3 separate regions of the Sus scrofa genome follow, and all the other regions are linked to region 3. The links are chromatin contacts, called in public HiChIP or PLAC-seq maps. All regions are on one chromosome and are shown on one strand. The core of a region is the stretch at or near the end of the contact, and the rest is flanking DNA. Distances in the headings are between cores, read along the strand shown. Region 1 overlaps SSPN (sarcospan). Region 2 has its middle 23 kb from the start of BHLHE41. Region 3 overlaps ITPR2 (inositol 1,4,5-trisphosphate receptor type 2).

The links. HiChIP or PLAC-seq counts read pairs in DNA pulled down with a chosen protein or histone mark.
Region 1: an H3K27ac HiChIP or PLAC-seq map of alveolar macrophages shows a contact between it and region 3. The contact joins two enhancer-like sites. A contact is called at or near these places in 1 of 47 Hi-C or Micro-C datasets (embryonic fibroblasts) and 1 of 2 datasets of contacts at active chromatin or transcription factors (alveolar macrophages).
Region 2: a contact with region 3 is called in an H3K27ac HiChIP or PLAC-seq map of alveolar macrophages. The contact joins two enhancer-like sites.

What each region holds. Positions count from the first base shown.
Region 1 is chr5:47,571,961-47,576,113 of Sscrofa11.1, reverse strand. All of the region lies in intron 2 of SSPN (sarcospan), which reads left to right. Among named protein-coding and RNA genes, the nearest start is that of SSPN, 35 kb to the left of the region's middle. Within about 2 kb of position 2,558, at least 40 of the 83 cell types and tissues checked have an H3K27ac peak or open chromatin away from gene starts, as enhancers often do. A contact at or near this core is called in alveolar macrophages, where this site is marked.
Region 2 is chr5:47,708,259-47,712,361 of Sscrofa11.1, reverse strand. No RefSeq gene overlaps it. Among named protein-coding and RNA genes, the nearest start is that of BHLHE41, 23 kb to the right of the region's middle. Within about 2 kb of position 2,576, at least 18 of the 83 cell types and tissues checked have an H3K27ac peak or open chromatin away from gene starts, as enhancers often do. A contact at or near this core is called in alveolar macrophages, where this site is marked.
Region 3 is chr5:47,296,949-47,300,832 of Sscrofa11.1, reverse strand. ITPR2 (inositol 1,4,5-trisphosphate receptor type 2) reads right to left here. Exons shown (of 58, transcript XM_021092920.1): 40 at 3,291-3,478. Among named protein-coding and RNA genes, the nearest start is that of SSPN, 310 kb to the left of the region's middle. Within about 2 kb of position 2,367, at least 5 of the 83 cell types and tissues checked have an H3K27ac peak or open chromatin away from gene starts, as enhancers often do. A contact at or near this core is called in alveolar macrophages, where this site is marked.

The sequences.
Region 1 (4,153 bases), core at 1,309-3,808, 280 kb before region 3:
CAGTAAAATCTGCTCCAAAGGGAAACACAGACACACCCTTTTCGAGTTTAGGGAGATAAGCACTCCACTCAGCCATCAGAGCTAGCAGAAATCCAATTCGTACATTTTCTTTCAACTCCTGCAGCAGAGAACAAAAAGCTTTCTGTAATGTTGTAGGGCCTTTTTTTGCTTTTTGTCCACTCACATTGTCTACTTTTCTTCTACAAGAAAACGTATAAAAACTGGATACTCCTTTCTTCACCCAAATAAGAAGGCATAAGGCATAAGAGTAAGTTAACTATATCATTTGGAAATTATGAAGATGCAGAAAATAAGATGTTAGTGTATTTTAGTATTTAGGCATAAATTCTATTGATATAAAAAAGCACTGTGCTGATACATACATACATACATATTTAAATCATGTTGTGAAAGAGTAATTGGTGAATAAAATATGCAAATTATTTTCACTAGCAAAAATCCCAGCTACACAAAATGTATGGTAGATCACACAGAAATTAAAAAATAGCTCTTATGTGCATAGAAAAAAAGAGTCATCTGTGAGTGATGGGATTATAGCTCCATTTTGTATTTTTTTTCTTTAATTTTGAAAGGTCCTCCAATAGTTAGATGTAACTTTTCTAATTTAAAAATTAATGGATGCTATTTTTTAAAAAAAACTAATAGAGTCAGAATTTGGGTGAATATGCCCATACTTGGAAATTTTACATTTTCTGTCTGATGGTGTTTCTTAAAAGAAGGCCAGATAGGAAGTTCCCTGGTGGTACAGTGGGTTAAGGATCCAGCATTATCACTGCTGTGGCTCAGGTTACTGCTGTAGTGCCGGTTCCATCCCTGGCCCAGGAACTTCTGCATACCATGGGTGTGACCAGAAAAGAAAAAAAAAAAAAAAAAAAAAAAAAAAAAAAGACCAGATAAAATACTACATGTTCTCATGTTCCTTTTTTTGTAGAGCTCTGACTAAACCGTAAGGCTTACTGATGATTTAAAAAAAAAAAAAAAAAAAAAAAGCAGCTCTAAAGCCTAGTAAGAAATGGCCTGTTAAATTACAGGAACTTCATTCATCAGGTAAAAAGAGCTCCAAACTAGGTTCATTAGTTTAAATACCCTCTTCCCCCTCTCCTCCATGATGCCAGGAAAAAAGCATAGGCAATAGCATCACCTTCATAGAGACCCTCCAAAGCCATCTGAAGGTCTGCACTTAAAATAAGGAGCAAGGGGGAGTTCCCATCCTGGCTCAGTGGTTAAGGAATCTGACTAGGAACCATGAGATTGCGGGTTCAATTCCTGGCCTTGCTTAGTGGGTTGAGGATCCCACGTTGCCATGAGCTGTGGTGTAGGTCACAGACACGGCTGGGATCCCACGTTGCTGTGGCTCTGGCGTAGGCCGGTGGCTACAGCTCAGATTAGACCCCTAGCCTTGGAACCTCCATATGCCTCAGGAGCGGCCCAAGAAATGGCAAAAAGACAAAAAAAAAAAAAAAAAAAAAAAAAAAAAAAAAATAGCAAGGACAAAAATAAATAAATAAAAAAAAAGTCACTGCCAATGTCAGCCGGATTGAGAATTCCCCACTAGGAAGATCTCATTAGCTACTTTTTTATCTTTTTCACCTGTGACAGACATTGACAAATACAGAGACACTTTTCTCCTGAATGTGACCTTTAGCCATTCTTGCTGCCAGCTCTCTAAGGCGCCGGCTATATTATCTTCAGGTCGAAAATGAGCAATGAGCTTCAGTCAATCTCCAGGTTTTCCAAAGACACAGGTTATAGGGACGTCCATTGTGCTCCTCACATCATTTGGGGGGACGGAATAAAATGTAGTATAGTGTTTCTCACTAGCAAAACTGAATTTTAGGGCTTACGTGTTGATATCCTGGCCCAGGTTTGTCGGAGAATGTATTTCTTCCTGTTGAACGCCCAGATAGCCAGGACAAGCAATCCAGGAGTGATGACAGCATCTCACTGCAGCCTGCGCTAGCGCGCGCAAGCGCTCTCCCTCTCCCTCGCTCCCGCTCTCTTCATTCCCTTTCCTTACAGACAATAGCCACGGGGTCTTGAGTTTTGTGTTGTCTCTAGCTAGCAGTCTTCTCTGGCGGCCCTTTGGCAAGCCCTGGAAGCCGTTGGCGCCTCGCATCTTCCTCCCTGAGCTCTGCTCCTGGGCTCCGCGAGCCATTCGGCCCCGGATTGGGCTCCTACCTATCCCCGTGGCCCTGTTTTCTCAGGGCTCACCTTGATGATTTTCAGAAACGTGTCCGATTCGTGTGCTTGCAGAAACACTCCGGGGCACATTCCCCTATGAGGGCCCCGAAGGCGCAATCGCCCGGTACCCATAACCGGGAGGCCCCTGGGCTGCCGCCGCCATCTCCTCCGCCATCTCCTCCTGCTCTTCGGGCAGCAGAGGGGACTTGCCAGTCCTGCCACCAGGAAGGTAATTAAATCGACGCCTCACTGCCCTCCTCCCGAAGTCACCGAACGCTGAAGCGGTGGCCGGGTACCAATCAGAGGCGATGAGCGCGGGGCGCCGCAGTTACATAAGCGCCGGGGGCGCCGCGCCTCCTCCCGCAGCCCAGCGCCGCCCGCCGTCCGGCCTGACACGGGCAAGACGGATGCGTCCCGAGCCCCGCTGGTATCAAGATGTATTTGCTCGCATTCCCAAGGTCACCATAAACACTTTCATTGATAGTTTATTCGTGCCGTGTAGGTAAAACACGCCACTTGATTTTAAATTACAGATTCAAACCCAGATGCTTGTTGCTGTCAGCTGCGTTAAAAGCCTCGAAGGAAAAATTGCTACAGCGCTGCAGAAGTAGCCCACAGGCTTTGGCGGATCAAGGCTATATTTATGTCTTGAGATGGATAAGAAACTTGATTCTGTGTCTCACTCTTGTTTACTTGGCCTGATGCTCTCCTGCAGTGGGAAAGGCGGAATCACAGGGTGTGAGATAATGCACCAGTGAAAATGTATTCACATTTAAAGGGGCAGAGGGGCATGGCTTTTGTTTCTGCTCTTGAGGCTTCTAGCATATTTAAGAGGCTCAGTTACAACTGAGCAATCTCTGTGTTTGTGTAAATGTTTGCATCCTTTCTACAAGCCAAGTCTGCATTGTTGCCCTCCAAGACAAAGCCAGTAGGGATGATATCCTAAAAGTCCTGAGAACTGACAGCTCTTTCAGGTCCACTAATGTGTTTATTTCTTTCACAAATACTCAAATAGTGCTACCTTATACCGACCACTGTTCCTTTACACATATCAAGTCTTTTGATTCTTATAATAATCCCATGATGTAGGAGCTACATGAAGAAACAGAGGTGAACATGGGATTGATTCGTTTGCCCAAGGTTCATAGTTAGGGAGGGAAGAATCAGGAATCCAACTCAGGTGTTCTTTCTCCCCAGTCCATGCCTGACAGCACCACCCAGCCCTGCTGTGCACTTGGTAAATGTCTTGGACAAATCTTTTGATCTTTGAGCCAAAAGGCTATTTTTTAAAAATAGACAGAACTCTCACTTTAGCGAATGGATTTTTGTGATGATCGTGAGAGAACTTTTTTTTTTTTTTTTTTTTTTTGCAACTATTCCAGTTATTTACAGATTGAGAATGAGGGATTCTTGTCTTGGTTTCAAGATAGTGCCCCAATCAATGTTATAGAAATTCTTTATCTAAGGATGTGTATATTGGAGGTAGGAGGGTTATGACAGGACCGCCTCAGTTCCATCCATTGATGGCAATAAATGTGTAGAGAGAACTCCAATTGGGGCCATCGTAAGTTGATGACTCTCAGGTAGGAAATTATCCCTTTAATCTGGGCCTTCCTGGCTGGTAGAGTCGCCAGAGCAAATAGTTGCCCGTTCTGAGCTGCCTGCACTGGAAAGGCAGCTGCCATGGGCAGGCGTGCAAAACTCGGCCAGCACAACTTAATGTGGCTCTTGGCATCAAGAATTTGAAGTCAGTCATCAAGCCTGAATATTTAAGAATAACCCCAAATATTTCGTATGTTCTGCCCCAGTGGTTCCATAAAATAAATCTGTAATTTTTAACCTAAGAGGTAAAGTTATGTTTCACATAACTGTAATTATGAAAATATGGCCACTGAAAATTTGGGGGACAGGCAGGACCAAGGTGATGCATTGTCACAAATTAAATATGGCC
Region 2 (4,103 bases), core at 1,327-3,826, 410 kb before region 3:
TCCAGACTCTCTGGCAAGACTTAGTAAAAATGTATCCCAGTCTATCACAAACCTCCAGGGAGATGCTTGTCAAGAAAGGCAGTTCTACCCATGAGAGGAATTTGGAAACCTGCGGAAGTGTTTCTGGTGGTCCCAGAGATTAGAGGCACCTCTACTATCAAATACAGTGGAGAGCCAGGGATGTTAAACCTCCCACAATGCACAGGGCAGTCCCAAACAATGAAAAAGCATCATCACGTGTGTCTCACAACTTTTAATACCCTGCCTTAAATTTATGGGTAAAAAACTTAGGTGTGATTTTTTGAGCCTAGAAACTGTCTTTTTTACATATAGGCACAAATCATTTTTAGAATGGTTTTAATAAAATTGAGTGCTCCAGGAATATAACTACCAGATAAGCGGAGGGATGCTTGTGCTTTGATTCTGAACTTTACCAAGAGTTGTTAACCATCTCTGAAGATCATGTTACCAGCAGCATCTCAGCTCGTGTAACTGAGCCATCAATAGAACGCATCGGCAACAGTTTGTGTTTGTAGCTCTTGATTCATAGAGATTCTATGTGTACATTTAAATAAACCTTTTCAGTCTCCATTCAAAATGTCAGTTATGAGAAGAATTAATGATTTCCCTACATCTCTTACATTCCAACATATTATCAGTGTAAGCATCTGACCACTTCATTATGTTTAGTCTCTAGAGCTATATCTATGTATTTCATATGTATCTTCCTTTTGTTTCTCCTTTATGTTGCAGTGAAAGTATTATATATTTTTAAAATCATGTATTTTATAAACTATGTTTTCTATGGATTTTGTTTCAGGGTAGTAAAGGAGGATAATGGAATATTTATTATAAAAAGGGGGGTTGCGTCTCAGAGGTTTGAGACACAAGGCTCTAAGGGATGTCTTCCTACCCCACCATACCTCCCTGCCTCCCCACCACACCCCTGATCTTTGCGCAGAGGGTATAGTCAGTAACAAGAAATGGTTAGTAGCTGGCCCATGAACAAATTTTTATTGAGTAATAATTTTTAAACAGACAATTGTAAATTGAGCATTCTTACATGATATAGCTATAAATATAGAATTGTCAAAAGTACATAGTAATTAATTTCATTCATTAAACATTACTAAGTATCTACTAGGTGTAGGATGTTTTGCTTTAAACAAATAATGTCTAATTAACAACAAAATCTTTGCTACTCTGAAGAAAATTTCTTTCTAGAAAAACAAATGAAAACAAAAAGTGTGGATTTAAAAGGATATTACTAGAGGTGACAAAGCAATTGACTGGGTGAAATTTTTATCTGGATATTTTGGAAGCATTTAATTTGTATCCTATCCATATTAGATAGGTTAGGTCCCAATAAACCAAAATCAGAGTAGATACACAAGAAAAAAATAAAGGTAAAACTTTAATAAGATTTCACATTAGGGGGATAAAGCAAATTTTAAGGGAAAAAAATTCTCTTGAAATATTATTAATAAAATCGTGATACTCTATTTTGACACAAATATACATTTTCTTTGAGTCAGAATTACATGACTATGAAATTAGTCCAGTTTTTAAATTTCTTCTTCTTCTTCTTCTTCTTTTTTTTTTTTTTTTTTTTTCTGGTCTTTTTAGGGCCAAACCCACTGCATACGAAGTTTCCAGGCTAGGGGTCAAATAGGAGCTGGAGCTGCTGGTCTGCACCACAGCCACAGTAACACAGGATCTGAGCCACGTCTTCGACCTACAACACAGCTCACAGCAACACCAAATCCTTTAACCCACTGAGCGAGGCCAGGGATCGAACCCATGTCCTCATAGATACTAGTTGGGTTCGTTACTGCTGAGCCACAAATGGGAACTCCTAAAATTCTTTTATATGGCTGTTTGGAATCAAATGCTTCAAGGTAAATTTAGTGATAGAAATAGTCCTCTACAATTATTAGAGATAAATTAACTGTTATTATGAAGATTTTTTTTTTAATCCCCCACTGGTTGCTAAAATCAGGTATGGACTAACAAATGGCCAAACAGCTTAGGGAAGAGTGGCTGTGTGACCAGGAGCAAGTTCCTTAATCTTTCAGTGCCTGGGTTTCCTTACATGGTAACACCCACCCGATAAATTTAATAAATCAATATGTTATGCGCTTAACCCAGTGCCCAGCATATACAGTCAGAGGCACATGGCGAAGAGCCATTGTCATATCTCTTTTCTGCACCAGAAACAGGGAGGCTGTTGGTGGGAAAAATTGCCTAGCTCAGGAAGGGCTGTCTTGCCCTGACTAGATTCACTTGACTTGTTTGGCTGTTCAGGGCCCCAGATAGGAAATGCCAATCAGCATGAACGTAATTAAAGGTGTTTGATAGCCTGGGACTCCTCAGATGTTCCTGACTAAGCAGTATTCAATTGTGCTAGTTAGAAAAACTGGAAGATCTATAGATTTCAGATATTGGAGTTTGTTGCCCAGCAACAGCCTGCAAGTTCCTGAAGAAATACTGAATTATCTCGTTAGTGAAGCAACTTCCTGTTAGGTGGCAGTAGACTCTGACCACAGTGAACCCAAGAACCCAAGATCCTCTGACCCAGAAAAACACTCACGTGAGAACTGATTAGATGGCAAGACACCAAGAAAACTAGTTTTACAACCTATCAAGCGGCTGGAGGTTGGTCAGAGTCTGGGGAGCAGGAAGGGCAGGCCCACTGCACCTCATCGGGGTTGCTGACATAGAATACACTGTGTAGAGATACTGCAGAACCCTGTGCAGCTCCATGGCCTCAGAAAGGGACTAACGCAGCTGGGGCAGGCAGGTGCATCAGCCCAGAAGCTACATCCATCTTCCTTCCTGCTGAGGCTTCCACAGCATTGCATGGCCCCAGAAATCCCCCCAGAAGGATATGCAGATACAAGAGGTTTTAGATGATGTCATTTAATCCTTATAGCTATTCTGTCTTATTAAAATCATCCTCTTTACAGGGAAGGAAACATAGATTTAGAGAAGTAACACCTAAGGTAATAAAGCTGGTGACTGAGGCTCACACCAGGCAGTCTCATTTCAGATTCCACGCTCTTGACCTCCATGCTAGACTGTCTCCCAAGGACCAACTACAATTATTTGTTCAGCATTTGAACATTCACGAAGCTCCAAACACTCGTGGACATTATACCATCACCCCCTCCTTACACAGATAAGGAAACAGAGAGCAAGAGGTGTCAGTGTTTTTCCCAAGTTTATGCAATTAAGTAGTGGAGCCAGAATTTGCACTCCAGGCCTTTTGATTCTCAGAAGAATATACAATAGGAAGGCCCAAAGGGAACCGGGTAAGCTCTTTTGAGCACCCAGCTTAAGGGAACAGAGTTCTGAGGTCAAGCCTTAGCCTATTTTTGCCTTTGCTTTGCCTGTCCAGACAATGCCTTTACATGAATCTGATGATAACCTGTATCCTGATTACTGCATTTGTACATTCAAGATACATTACTTTTCTCTAGGTGATATAGATCTGGGATTTGTATAACCTGGGAATACCTACTTTATTGGAGTTGAACATGGGAGAACATGGAAGCAATATGCTTCAAGTAACATGTCAGGAATACTCCACTCCACATGGAAATCCTTCCAGGGTTAAAAGCAAGTACTGTCTGCCCAAGATGCCAAGATGCAGGAGATCACAGATGAGAATCTTCCATCCCCCCTGAGGACAAAAAGCTCTGAATTTGGGGGAAAATGCCATTTTCAGACTCACTCCACTACTTTGATCTAATAACCTGCTGCTTACTATGGATTTCAAAGACCTGGTGAAGGCAAGGTAGCTGAATCGATAGGAGATCATCCAGCACAAGAAAAGAGACAACCTGTAGCAGTCTCTGCTGGTTCCACCTAACTGATCTTGAGCCTCGTAACACTGGCAGGTGTCACCAGGACGTTTTGTGAGCTGGGTGATGTGTACATCATAGGGACCTTAGCATCTATAGGAAAAAAGAGAGCTACCGGGATAGGTTAGCTCCTATCCATTTCACATTTTTCTCCCTACTGGATACTGAGTATATTCATCTAGAAAACTTTTTTTTCAGCTACAGAAAATGATAAAATGTTTATCCCTTTAGGCTCAACTG
Region 3 (3,884 bases), core at 1,118-3,617:
GAGAGTCTTCTTGTTTCCATTTTACAGATCAGTAAAATAAGGTTTGGTGAATGTAAATGACTTACCCTGTATCATATCAGCAGTAAGTGGTAGAGTGAGGATTTAAATCTAGATTCTCTGACACTAAATCACTACATTTATAAAATAACACTTTAAGCTCAAAATAACAGATTATTTACATAGACTACACTGTTTAAAACCAAGGTTCTACAAAGCTAACCAAACGATTTTAATAAACAGTACTTTTTTTATATATGCATATAATCTCAACAAGAAGCCTAATGACATCTCTCATAAAAGAGCTGGGTTTTGATTAGGAAACCACCTCCATAAGCTTCAGGGTTTAAGGGGAAAACTCTAAGGTTTTTTTTTGGAGGGAAGCCAAGGGTGACAGATACAGATCTATGTGACAGAGGAAAGATTTTCTTCCAAGGATGAGGTGTATGTTGGGGTGGGGGAATAGAAATGAGAAGACAGGGAAGAGAAATGAAGTGAGGAACCAGCAAGATGGATAAAACCTGGCGTCATGCAGGGTGATCAACCAGTGAAACTTTCCGGGAGTGAGGAGGCAGAAGGATATTTGAGACAGGAGATGTTTATAGTCGTTAAGAGCACAGGCTCTGGAGCCAGACAGCATGAGTTTCAATCCTAGCTTGATCTCTAACTAGCTATATGAGTTTAGGGATATTCCAGATTCTTCTTTGGAAAGATGAGATAAGACACAAGTCACCTCACTGATTGTTTTGAGGATTAACCAAGTTAAAACACAGAAAGCATGAAGGACAGTGCCTGGTATTTAGGAGGTATTATTTTCATTGTTGCTATTATTAGCATGCAATTTGAAGTTGTAATATAACCACCTCCTCTCTCGTCCCCCTCAATCAATCTTTAATGAAGTATATTGAACATATAAGTTGATCATGATAGAAACGAAGGAAGAGAATCAGATTTCTGTCTCAGTACTACAGAAGCTAGGCGGCCAGACAATCCATGAACTAAGAAAGCAAGACACTGGAGGCCAAGGAGACTGTGAGAATGTAATTCCCCTCCCCATCCCCAGATATTGGCAGAAGTCTTAAAGAGAAGGATTTAGACTGCTTGGAAGCAAGAAACATAAACAGAGAAGAGCCCCAAGAAACTTGGGAGATGTCATGGTCGAAGAGTTAAGTAGAGGGAGTTCCCGCTGGGGCTCAGTGGAAGCAAACCCAACTAGCATCCATGAGGATTCAGATTCGAGCCCTGGCCTCCCTCAGTGCATTAAGATCTGGTGTTGCCGTGAGCTAGCTGTGATGCAGGTTGCAGAAGAGGCTCAGATCCCATGCCTCATCCAATTCAATCCCTAGCCAGGGAACTTCCATATGCTGTAGGTACAGCCCTAAAGAGCAAAAAAAAAAAAAAAAAAAAAAAAAAAGAGAGCGAGAGAGAGGAAGAAGAGCTTTCAAAGGAGGTAACAAGAAATGGCAGGAGGTTGGAAGAGAGGAGGGTGGTATCCCAAGACCTAAGTTGAAAAGGTTTCAAAAAGAAAGAAAAAGTTATGAGTGACAGCTACTGAAACATCCATAAAAAAAGACTGAAAGTGAAAGGGGTGTAGGGAACAACCTGTCAGGAATTTAAGAGTGGAATGTGTAGCTTCTGATAGAAGCTGGCTTAGCCTCCACAATACGAGGACATAAATAAATGTAGGGAGTACAGAGGGTGAAAAATGCTCTCATCTGGTGACCCTCAGTGGCCCAGAACAGGAATCTAGAAAGTACTGTCATCTCAAGGATTGCTTCTATCTAAAAACATCCCCTAAAACCTTCACTCCTATCTGGAGAGTCTAGCCTAAACATTGTGTAGTTGCCTAGATAATTTCTGTAGAAAGTCCCAGCTGGGAGTTCCCTTGTGGCTCAGGATATGAGGTAAGGATATGGTGTTGTCACTGCTGTGGCTCTGGTTACAGCTGTTCCATCCCTGGCTCGGGAACTTCCACAAGTTGTGGGTGTGGTCAAAAATAAATGAAAAAAAAAAGGAAAGTCTCAGCTGAATATCTGGTTGTAGAAGACAAGACAATTTCCAAGAAAACCCACTCAGATCCCTTCACCACCCCCTTTCCCACCTTTGCTAAGAGCAATCTGGGCTCCAGCTTTATTACCATGAGACTTTTCAAGATTTGTTTTTTAATAGAGAAGTATCAGTGTTTGGGGGGTTGTTTTTTGCTCACTGTGACAATCGCCGTTCACAAAGACTTTATTCCTAAAGCCATGTGCTGTTGGATAGACCAATGTTGTTCACTGTATTTGATGGATCAATAAAGAAAAACATCCAATTAATCAGATGTGGCTTGTATATCTCCCCTCCATGCATAGGGGAAATGGATTCTGGAATTTCCAGTTACTCATACGCATTGTTTCCTTCCTGACCAAGGCAAACCTAGAAGTGCCAGGCTCATGGGCAGCAGGGCTGGGAAGATGTTACTGCGCTCTGGGGATACTTCCCTGCTCTTGAGATCACCCCCGAGCTCTGCCTTTGGGTTGGGGGCGGGGAGAGTCCAGGGGCAACCTGGCAGGAGTTTCAGAGTGAAACGTCTGCCTTCTGGAAACAGCGGTCTGATCCTGTGTGCAAGTGAGTGAGCTGCTCTCTGGAGCGGAGCACTGAATAGATAGATGAACGATGGCTTTCAACTCTCCCCTCCTGAGCTGAATGAGCAAACAGAAAGAAAAAAGAAAAAAATGTTTCTTTTCTTCCCATAGCAATGAAAGCTTCACCTGGGCTGAGGCAGCAGTGAAATGGGCATTGGGAGATTTGAGGAAACAAGGAAAGATAGCTGTTCTAAATTCTAAACAGGTATCTGAGAGGGGGTGAGCTGAGATGGGTGGTGAATGTTATCAAAAGCTATTTTAATGCTATATCCTGTGAGGAGTGTATACATCTTATCTCATTTAATTAATGTATTTAATTCCTGTCCTTTTACACTGAATTCTTAGATGAGTCAAAGTGCTGTTCTAATCTGCCGAAAGTCAGCCTGAGATTTCCCTAAGCAAACCAGAATTTTTGGTACCAAGTTAGAAAGGATGCTTTGAAGGAAGGTTCTGCTTCACTGAATAATTCCTGAAGCTCTCTAGTTTCTACAGCAAATCAAATAAATTTATAAGGAAAATATGATACAAGGTTGCTGGGTTTTGGGGGGAAGATCATCATGCGAAGCTTAGAGAAAAAAAAAAATCACTTTCCCTAGGTTTCTATGACAAGTCAATAAGAAATACAAAATAACAGAATGTAACAACCGGTCATGATGGTAAAGCAAGTACCTGAGTTTGTGTATTTCCTCCTTCAAGCAAGGCAATGCCAAGTAAAATGCCTTCTGAAAAAATTCTGTCATTTTTGGTGTTTACTATAACATCGATGACAAGTTCAGATGCACCTTCTTTATCCAGTAGACACTGAATATCTGACATGGATATCCCCATCTTATCTGAATCTTGTCCAGAAAAGCTTCCTGTGATTAAAAAAAAAATCAATAAATACACCTTTGTCAAAAGGCAAAATTAATTCTAACATTCAAATCCATTGTTTTATGAACCCAAAATTGTACAAAGGTTTTTAATAGTGCTTTCCCCTTATTTTTCCAGTTTTATTGAACTACAATTGATATATAACATTACTTAAGCTGAAGGTGTACAACATAATTATTTGATATATGTATTGCAATACGATCACTACCTTAAGATGAGTTAACATGGATCATCTCATAAAGGCAATGGCTTTCCTTGTGAGGAGAATGTTTAGGATCCATTCTGTTAGCAACTTTCAAATATGCGATACACTATTGCCAACTATGGTCATCATGCTGTATGTTACACCCCTGGGATTTATTTATTTTAGAACTGGAAGTTTGTTCCTTT